Regions from separate parts of the Pan troglodytes genome. Here region 2 is linked to region 1. The links are chromatin contacts, called in public Hi-C maps. All regions are on one chromosome and are shown on one strand. Each heading gives the region's core, a stretch centred on a gene start, on an enhancer-like site or on the middle of the called end of the contact. The rest is flanking DNA. Distances are from core to core; before and after follow the strand shown.

Evidence for each region. Hi-C and Micro-C count contacts between places; a contact is called where the count stands out from the background.
Region 2: a Hi-C map of stem cell-derived neural progenitor cells shows a contact between it and region 1, with 2.3 times the contacts expected there. The contact joins the promoter of KLF3 here to the enhancer-like site in region 1. A contact is called at or near these places in 2 of 7 Hi-C or Micro-C datasets (a lymphoblastoid cell line and stem cell-derived neural progenitor cells), 1 of 1 datasets of contacts at active chromatin or transcription factors (stem cell-derived excitatory neurons) and 1 of 1 other capture datasets (stem cell-derived neural stem cells).

What each region holds. Positions count from the first base shown.
Region 1 is chr3:38,811,753-38,816,047 of NHGRI_mPanTro3-v2.0_pri, reverse strand. No RefSeq gene overlaps it. Among named protein-coding and RNA genes, the nearest start is that of KLF3, 170 kb to the left of the region's middle. Within about 2 kb of position 2,192, at least 12 of the 24 cell types and tissues checked have an H3K27ac peak or open chromatin away from gene starts, as enhancers often do. A contact at or near this core is called in stem cell-derived excitatory neurons, stem cell-derived neural progenitor cells and stem cell-derived neural stem cells, where this site is marked.
Region 2 is chr3:38,985,951-38,990,245 of NHGRI_mPanTro3-v2.0_pri, reverse strand. KLF3 (KLF transcription factor 3) reads right to left here and starts at 2,596. Exons shown (of 6, transcript XM_016951446.3): 1 at 2,156-2,596. It overlaps LOC134809783, which reads left to right. Exons shown (of 8, transcript XM_063808704.1): 1 at 1-1,822. The coding sequence starts at 1,401. LOC134809784 (putative uncharacterized protein FLJ13197) reads left to right here and starts at 1,822. Exons shown (of 3, transcript XM_063808708.1): 1 at 1,822-2,441. The coding sequence starts at 2,081.

The DNA.
Region 1 (4,295 bases), core at 943-3,442:
CAAACATTTTAAATTTAAGTTATTTTTAATGAATTGATTGCCACTTCTGAACAGCCAGGACTATAAGGCTTTTATTTGTTATTTGAATTTTTTCTTTCTCTTTGTCCCTATCAGCTGTCCTGTCTCTGGGAACTGTTTGTCCTCTCTCCTCCTCTCCTGTATTCCAGTTGGAAATGTCTAATGATGTTTATAATATCTAGGGAAGCAGCTAACCAAACTGTTAGAATTGTGGTTCATGATCCTTCTACCCATTTGGCTAGTGGCTTTTTGGTTCTCTGAACTTCCTGTTTCAAGGTCGCCAGGTATTAAAATGTCTGTAGTTCTTAGGTCATGGGGACTGAGAACTGGGAGCCCAGAAACATGAATCATGGAGAAGAGAGCAGGCCAGTCCATTTGACACGCAGTGGCTTCACAATTCTTAAATTGTGGAGCTTGATCAGGAACCCCAGGGAGTGCACTAAGTACTGAAAAGCAGAGCAGAAGCCACGGAGAACATGGGAGGCCTGTGTTTTAATGCTACCTCCAACATTAGCTGTGTGACCTTGGACCAGTAGTTTACCTCTCTGGACCTCTGTTTCTTTTCTTGTAAAACTAGTTTAAAAATTATGAAATATTTCCAGCTGAAAAAATCATAGTGAATAATATAACAATTCTATTTGTATCTACCACTCACTCTAATATATCCTATTACTTTTCCATGATTGCTTCTTTATATGTTTGAAGATAATTTTGAAGCCTCTTCTGAACCCCCTCCCTAACTTTATTCTCTTTCCTTCACCCCTGGAAATAATCATTATCTGTTAATCATTTCTGGAGCTTATCATTCCCATGTATATTTTATGTTATATCTATACCTGTTTACAAACAATGTATAGCATCATTTTACTGGTTTTTACACTTGAAATGAGTGTTATGACTATTCACATTGTTCTTCAATTTACCTTTTAAAAATTTCCTATCATGTTTTTGAGGTTAATTCATGTTGATGCATGTGGCTCTGGTTTGTTCTGCATAATGTTCCATTAAATGAATACACCATTTGACATAGCCCATTCTTCTGTTGGTGAATCTGAGGTTGTTCAGGATAGAGAAATTTCAAGGTCCCCTCCAGTTTGAACTTCCTAGGATCTGGCATGAAAATATGATTTTTCTGAAGAAGTTTTGTATCAACACCTTTGGCCTTTCCCACTGTCTCCGGTGTCCACTTTTTCAAGGCGCACCTTGTGAGCATGTGGGAGATTACTGGAAGCCAGATCTTTGGCTGCTGGGGTCAACCCCGTGTTTGCTGAGCACAGAGAGGCCATTATCATGCAGTGGATCAAAAAGCACAGACTTTGGAATCAGTCAGACTTTGTTTTGCATCCTAACTTTGCCACCTGTGAGTTGTGTAATCTTGGGTAAACTATGTAACCTCTCGGAACTTGAATTTTCTCAACGGGAAAATTAGGAAAACAATTTCTACTGCATATTGTTGCCATGAGGATTAAAAAAGATAATGTATATAAAAGGATAATGTATATAAAGTACTTGGCAGCATGCATGCTACCTAGTAAGTGCTTGATAAAGTGATAGAACATATAGTGTGTGTGTGTGTGTGTGTGTGTGTGCATGTGTGAGAGAGACAAAGGCAGAGAGAGAGAGAGGATAAGAGAATGCCAAGGCTCTGCCAGGACCAGTGGGCATCTTCCCAAGTTATTTCCCACTTAAGATGCCTAGCATGTAGTTCATACTTAATATCTCATTACAAAAATGAATAAGCAAGTATGTAAATATATAAATGAGACAATTGGAAAAGTGCATTGGCTGGTGGGATCAATGGAAGCTAGTCTATGAAATGACCACGGAGCAGTTTTTCAGTAGTTACTATTAGTAGGGGGTGACTCAGAAAAGTTGAGGACATTTTTCCTGAAGATCAAATATGCTATTGTACAAATCAGTCACTTCTTTAAATTCCCCCAAAACAATCCTGCTGAAGTTTTAGACAAATGTGGCCCCAGAAGCAGCCTACAGCTCAGATATGACCCAAACTTTCCTATTTGTCACTGTCACAGCTCTCTGTCCTAATTATTCCATCCTGTCTCATCAGCGTTCATCCTCTAGACAGCCTGACTTCTTAAGTGAACGTCCACGTTTACACTAGAGCAGCAGGCACTTCCTGCTGGCTCCTTCCAGACAAGGAGCCTCTGTTCGCCTTGGGACTGGGGAGCAAACAGCCTCTGACTGTCCCAGCTGGTGAGCAACAAGCCCTGGTCCTGGGACAGGATATTTCACGTACATATTTTTGAGCAATAGATGGGAACCAAACCAATCGGTTATGAGATTGCCAGCCTTTTAGAAAGCAACACTCAGCAATAGCATTTACAGGCTAATGTTTAAGAAAATAAAACATGTCTATCTACCAGGGATTCCTTTTAAGTGGTAGAGAGTTTGCAAAGGTGTATCATTTCTAAATGAAGTGCTTTTGACAGGAACTCATGCTGAATGATAGCAGAGTGTTGTTATGGTTGCGTTTTACTTTGGAGGCTGTGTTTATGTCCTGCTTCAAGCCTTTAGAAATACTGTCTATACATCTGAGAAACCAGTTTACTTGACTCCTATTAAAAAAAAGAAGGAAAAGAAAACTCAGGTTTCTGCTTGACTTAGAGGTTAGTAAATTGAGTGTGGCCAGTTTGTGGTCATTGGGTTTGCTTAGCTTAAATGGATTCAAATCTCTGCTTTGAATCCGCTTTGGCCTGTCTTGGGGGTCAGATTGGGGCCTTTTGTTCAGGGCCATCTTGAGTGGCAGGAGGGCCAGGGAGGTGGAGGAATGACAAGTATTATAGGATTGTAGGTTGCTTTTGTCTCACACTCTAAGCTTCCAGAGCCCAACTATTTTCTTCTGCTGAGGGGAAAGCTGGAGAGAGAGAGAGGACAGAGATTGGGAGAGAGAGAGAGAGAGAGAGAGAGAACGCATAAGCAGGAACTAGCTCTGGGGGCAGGGAGGAGAGGGAAGGAGAACAGAGTAGAAGGAGGAGAGGTGGAAGGTAAGGGCGGGAGCAGCCCTAGGCCTGGCCGTCCCTTACTGCCCCCATCCCCCACCCCACTAACCCATCGCATCCTCGCTGACCCAGAGACAGAATATAAATGAAACACTTTGCCGGTGCAGGACACTAACTGGCAGTGGCCTGCTGGAGCTAAGGCCATTTTCTAAGCAACTCACTAATCAGAAGTGACTGAAGCTCTGAAGAGAATACAGCCCAGCCAGGGATCCACCCTCCATGCTAATGAGGAAGGCAGTGAGGTGGATAATTAAGGGCAGTGATGTGAATAATTCCAAACTGATAATTCAAAGGTAATGAAATGCATTAGGAGTTTGGGGGCAGCAGATTTTCCTTACCAGACAGGGCTGTTTTATGATAAAATGAGCTTGCCTTTTCTAAGCACATACCAGCTGACTCTGGGTGGAGCTAGACTGGGAAGGCTGGGGTTGCAGGGAGGAGCTGATGCAGGATTAGGAATTTATGCAGCCATTCAAGACAATGTTTAGGAAACTTACATAACCACACAGGGGGACACGTGTATTATGATTTTAAGTGAAAAAATAAAGAAGCATGCTAAGTGAATATTTTGGCTAGCTACTGCAATGTATAAAACAAACAAAACCAATAAACCAAAACTTTATATACGTGGAAGAAAGATCAGAAAGGACCCTATTACAGACTGAATATCCTTATCCAAATGCTTGGGTCAGAACTGTTTTGGAGTTTGGATTTTTTCTTTTTTAAATTTTGGAATATTTGCATTATACTTACCCGCTGAGCATCACTGAAAAATCCAAAATCCAAAAAACTCAGAATGAGAATTTCCTTTGAGTGTCACATCAGTGCTTCAAAAGTTTCAGATTTTGGAGCATTTGCATTTTGGGTTTTTGAATTTTGGATGTTTAACCTGTATTAAAAAGTTTAATAGTAGTTATCTGGGTAGTGGAGGCCAGGCGCAGTGGCTCACGCCTGTAATCCTAGAACTTTGAGAGGCTGAGGCAGGCACATTGCCTGAGCTCAGGAGTTCAAGACCAGCCTCAGCAACATGGTGAAATTCCTTCTCTAAAAAAAAAAAAAAAAAAAAAAAAAAAGTGGTTATCTGGATAGTGGGACTATAGGTGATTTCTTTTATTCTTCTCTCTACTATTATTTTCTAAATTTTCTTACATTAACTTGAACCATTTTCATAATGTAAAAGGTGAACACATTAAAAAAAGAATTTGCTGTGGCATAATTCTTCCCCAGAATGGACAGCAGAGAACTGACAGATGCTAA
Region 2 (4,295 bases), core at 1,347-3,846, 170 kb before region 1:
AAAATTATTATACAATCTGTACACCAGAGTACTAATTTCTAGAAGTCATTCTAAAATGTCTATTTTCCCTTTGGGTTATTTTTAAGATAGTAAAATCCATTCACAGTTCCTTTCCCATTATTTCTCTTTACTTTGTTAGCCAGGACTGTTTAACTCAAGCTTACGTTATCAGAGATTTAAGAATGTGGTGTGTGCAGACTAAGTACAGGTAAGGAAAAAAAAAAAGAAAAAAAAAAGGAAAAAAAAGAGCATCACTGTGCCCATAGCAACAAGAAGATTGGGTTTTAATTTAGAAACTTTGCAGTGAATAAAACAATAGCTTTCTGCAAAACTCTGTTGTCGTTTTGTACCTGACAAGGTTTTGTGGTCTAAGCAGTTACTTTTCTTTGTTATTCCCATGTTGAGATTTTTGTACTTGCGTTCTCTTTCATGCAAGCTAAATGTTCTTTACAATGTATCATCATTGAACTTACCGATAGTACATTAGGTTTTTTTCTTCTAATAAATAGTTCTGCAGCAAAGCCCACTGACTGCAGAAATGAAGATACCAGTTTCTCTAGGGAGTTTAATTTAATCGAACATCTAATTTCAGGTCTCTATTAACAGCCTAAGGTCAACTAACATACCTCTTTTCAAACCAGAAGAAATCACTCGTGGACACTTTCCTTAAACACTATTACTAACTCCAAAAAATTTGTAGATATTAATGCTAGCAGATTGTTTTTTCCCCTAAAAGCAAGTCTTCTTCCCTAGGGTGAGGCAGATCATCCAGATGAATTTCTCTTATAAAAATGCTCCTCAAATTCATACAGAAAAGGATAGCACAAAACTGCTGTGTGGAAAAACCTATAATGAACAACTGGCCTATTCCCCACTTGATTTTGCTGGCATATTTCAGGTACTTGTCAGAATACCACTTCATACTTTTTCCCATATACCAGACTCTTGTGAGAATATAATCAATATATTTAAAATGTCTTGGGTGATATTAATGGAAACATAAATTCTGAGTAAGAAATTCAGTGGTTAAGTGTAAAATGTTTATTTTAGTGAAATACAAGAAGGTGAGCAATTTCCAATTTCCGTTTAACTTGACTTATTAAAAATAAGTCTCATTCACATTCTTCTAGTATTATTGTATACTGCTATAAAATTTAAACCAGAAAAGTGCTTCTCCTTGTCAGTGGCTATCTGCCCAAAAAAATGAATATGACAATTCCAGATCTTATCTGCCATCTCTAAGAAAGCCACTTGGAAATGTTAGGTAGGTCCCATGGGTCCTGATCCAGGGATCTGTCCCTGGGTCCCCATCAGGCTCGGCTGCAGGCAGTTGCCTAAGGCGTCCTCCGCCTTCAGCCACGCTGCAATCCTTGCTCCAGGCACTGCGGCAGGTTCTCTCCATGCCCCCAGGAAGACTCTCCAAACCCGGCCAGCTCATTTCTCCTGCCCCGGAGGATCCAGACGCCCTGGCAGCTCCTGGGCTCCAGAACCGAGAATGGGATGCTGCCTCCAATCCCAATTGCCCTAAGTTTCTTTCCAGAGGGCCGGGAGACTGCTCCAAGTTTGCTGTGGCGGGCGAGCGGCCGCGCGCCGTGTCCTGGGAGGGGGGCGGCGGGGGGCGCGGGCGGAGGGCGGGGAGGGGAAGGACGCGGGAGCCTGGGTTGTGGTGGTGGTGGGGGGGCACCGGGAGGGGGAGGAGCAGGAGCGCGCGGCCGCGGCGCTACCTTTCTCCAAACAACGTTGCCACACGCGGAGAGCACGGAGATTTCTGGGGCTTTGGAGGGAATCGTGAGCGGGCGGGAGGAGGCCGGGGACCACACAGGTGAGCCCCCGCCCGCGCCCTGCCCGGGACGGCGGCGGGCGCTGCCAGCCCCGCTCCCCCGCACCCGGGGTCCGCAGGGTGCCTCGCCTCAACCCCTCACTTTTCACCGCGAACCCGTGACCCCCTCCTCCTTGCTTGCTCTCCGCCCCCACCCCGGCTAAGTGAAGCCGCCGCACTTTCCCAAGCCCGCAGGCGCCCCCCCCCAACACCAGCGCTGCACCCCCGACCCATTCCCCGCGGCCCCCTCCAGAAGAAAAAATGAAACCAGACTGGCCGAGGAGGGGGGCGGCAGGGACCAGGGTGCGGAGCAAAGGTGAGGGAGACGGGACTTACTTTGCGAGGCGCGGTGCAGGGCGCCGCCGACGAGAAATAAAGGCCCCGATACGGGCTGCCTGGAGTCCCCCGAGCGCAGCAATGTCAGGGCTCCAGTCCGGGCGGCGTTGGCGGCCGCAGGGGACGGGGACGGGCGCGCGTGCGGCGGGCGCTCTCGCTGCGCTCCGGCTCGGGCCCCGGCTCCGCGCGGCTCCGCTCCTGGCTCCCCTCTGGCTCCTGGCACCAACTCCGGGCAGTCACATGACGCCGGCGCCGCTCGCTCTGCGAGCCTCCCGGGGCTGGCGGGGTAAGTAGAGGCTGGGACCCGGGGTGGGAGGGTCAGGGAGGGGAGAGGGAGCCGCCGCGGCCGCCCGGGCTGGGCGGGTCCCCACCCACTTGGGTGGAGGCAGCCGCCGGAGGGGTCGGCCGAGTCACTCGCGCAAACACGCACCCCGCCCTGCGCCCTTCCCCCGCCACCCCCGCCTCCCGCGCCGCCTCCGCCCCGCCCCGCCCAGTCACCCGGGGACGGCCTGACAGACACTCATTATTCCCCGGAGTCGGGCGCCGCCCCGCCGGCCCAACCTGTCCCACGAGGCGCGGCGCGGCCGTGGGGCTGGGCGTGCGCGGCGCGGCCTCCGCCCCCCGCCCGGCCCCGCGCCCCCGCCCGCGTCCCCTCCCCGCGCCCTCCTCCCCGGAGTCCGCGCCCCGCCAGCCCTCCCGCCCAGCCCCGCCGCCGCGCCGCCGCCCGAGCCCGGGGGGAAGGAAGGGCGGCGCTGCCCGCTCCGGGCGTCACACGGCTGCGGCCCGCTGCGCTGCTTCCAAAACACACAGCCGGGCTCGCGGGCGAGCCGAGGCGGGGGGCGCGGGCGGCCAGGGCCATCGATCAGCCGGCTCCAGCGGGAAGGGCGGCCCCGGGCGCGGCGGGAAGGGCTGGGCCCCGCGGCCGGCGCGGCCCCTCCTCGGCTGAGCGCACTCAGCTCACTGCAAGAGAAAAGCCGAGCCGAGGCGGCCGCGGTGCAGGAGCGAGTGGGCCGGGCGGGTTCGGGAGGGGAAGAGCGGCCGCTGGGGCGCGCCGAGCCTCCCTGGCCCCGAGTCGCCGGGGTCAGGGGACACCCTGTAGGCGCGCTCTTTCTTTGTGCCCTGGGGCGACGGGTCCCCCTGGCCGGCGGCCCAGGCGGCGCCCCCCGCCTCGTGGGACTTTTCTTTGAAGGCCCGGAGACCCTTGGGGCAAACCTCCCACGGGCCAGGCCTGCCGCTGGAGCTAAAAAGCGGCATTTGCGCAGTCGGGCTTGCCTGGAAACTTGGCAAACTTTGGTCGGATCCTCCCCTGCAGAACGAGGGCCTGGCCTGGCGACCCCCTCGTTTCAAGTCGCTTCTAGGGACCGAGCGCCCTAAGCTCAGTGGCCTTCAGGGTGCTGCGAGCGAGCGGGGCGGCACAAAAGCGCGTTCGGTCCAAGCCAGGCCCCTTCGAGGACTTTGTAGATTGGTACCTAAGTTTAATGCCTTTTGAGTTTCTTTTTAAACAGTATTAATGTAATAATTAATGTAATAAAAAGAACAAAGGACGAATTCCTTCGATTGTTTTAAGTTCTGTGTAATGTTTAAAACCGCCCCTGCTTCAGTGTATGGCTTATTATTGCTTCAAGATGTTTTAAAGGCCCTTTAAGTTGACCCATCTCGCTTTGATGCTTCATCCAGACATCGTGCTGCTTAAAACGGAGTGATAATAGTATATTTCGAGCCGCTTCATGTAGCTACACAGTATCGTAAAATTAGTACTCGGTAACCTCAAGTAGTGAAATCGCATATTGTAAATAACGCAAGTCCGGGAAAGGCCACGTGGAGGATACCCAGAACCGACGCCGGCTCATGGGACGTCGTGCTATCCCATAAGCTTCATCTTTAAAATGTAAAGGGTGTGAGTTTTTTTTTTCTTCATAATGAATAAAAGACATTCCAGAAAAAAAAGGAGTTGGATTCGTGTCAATTACTAATTGCCATTTATTGATCACTGACATCATTAAATGTCTGATTGGCTGCCTTAAGGTTTGCATTAGCGGAACACCGTGCTAGGAATGGCTGGTGAAACTGGCTCATAGTAGGTGCTCAAAAAAGTACGTTTTTTTCTCCAGGGACACAGGGACGAGAACTTGAAGCACAT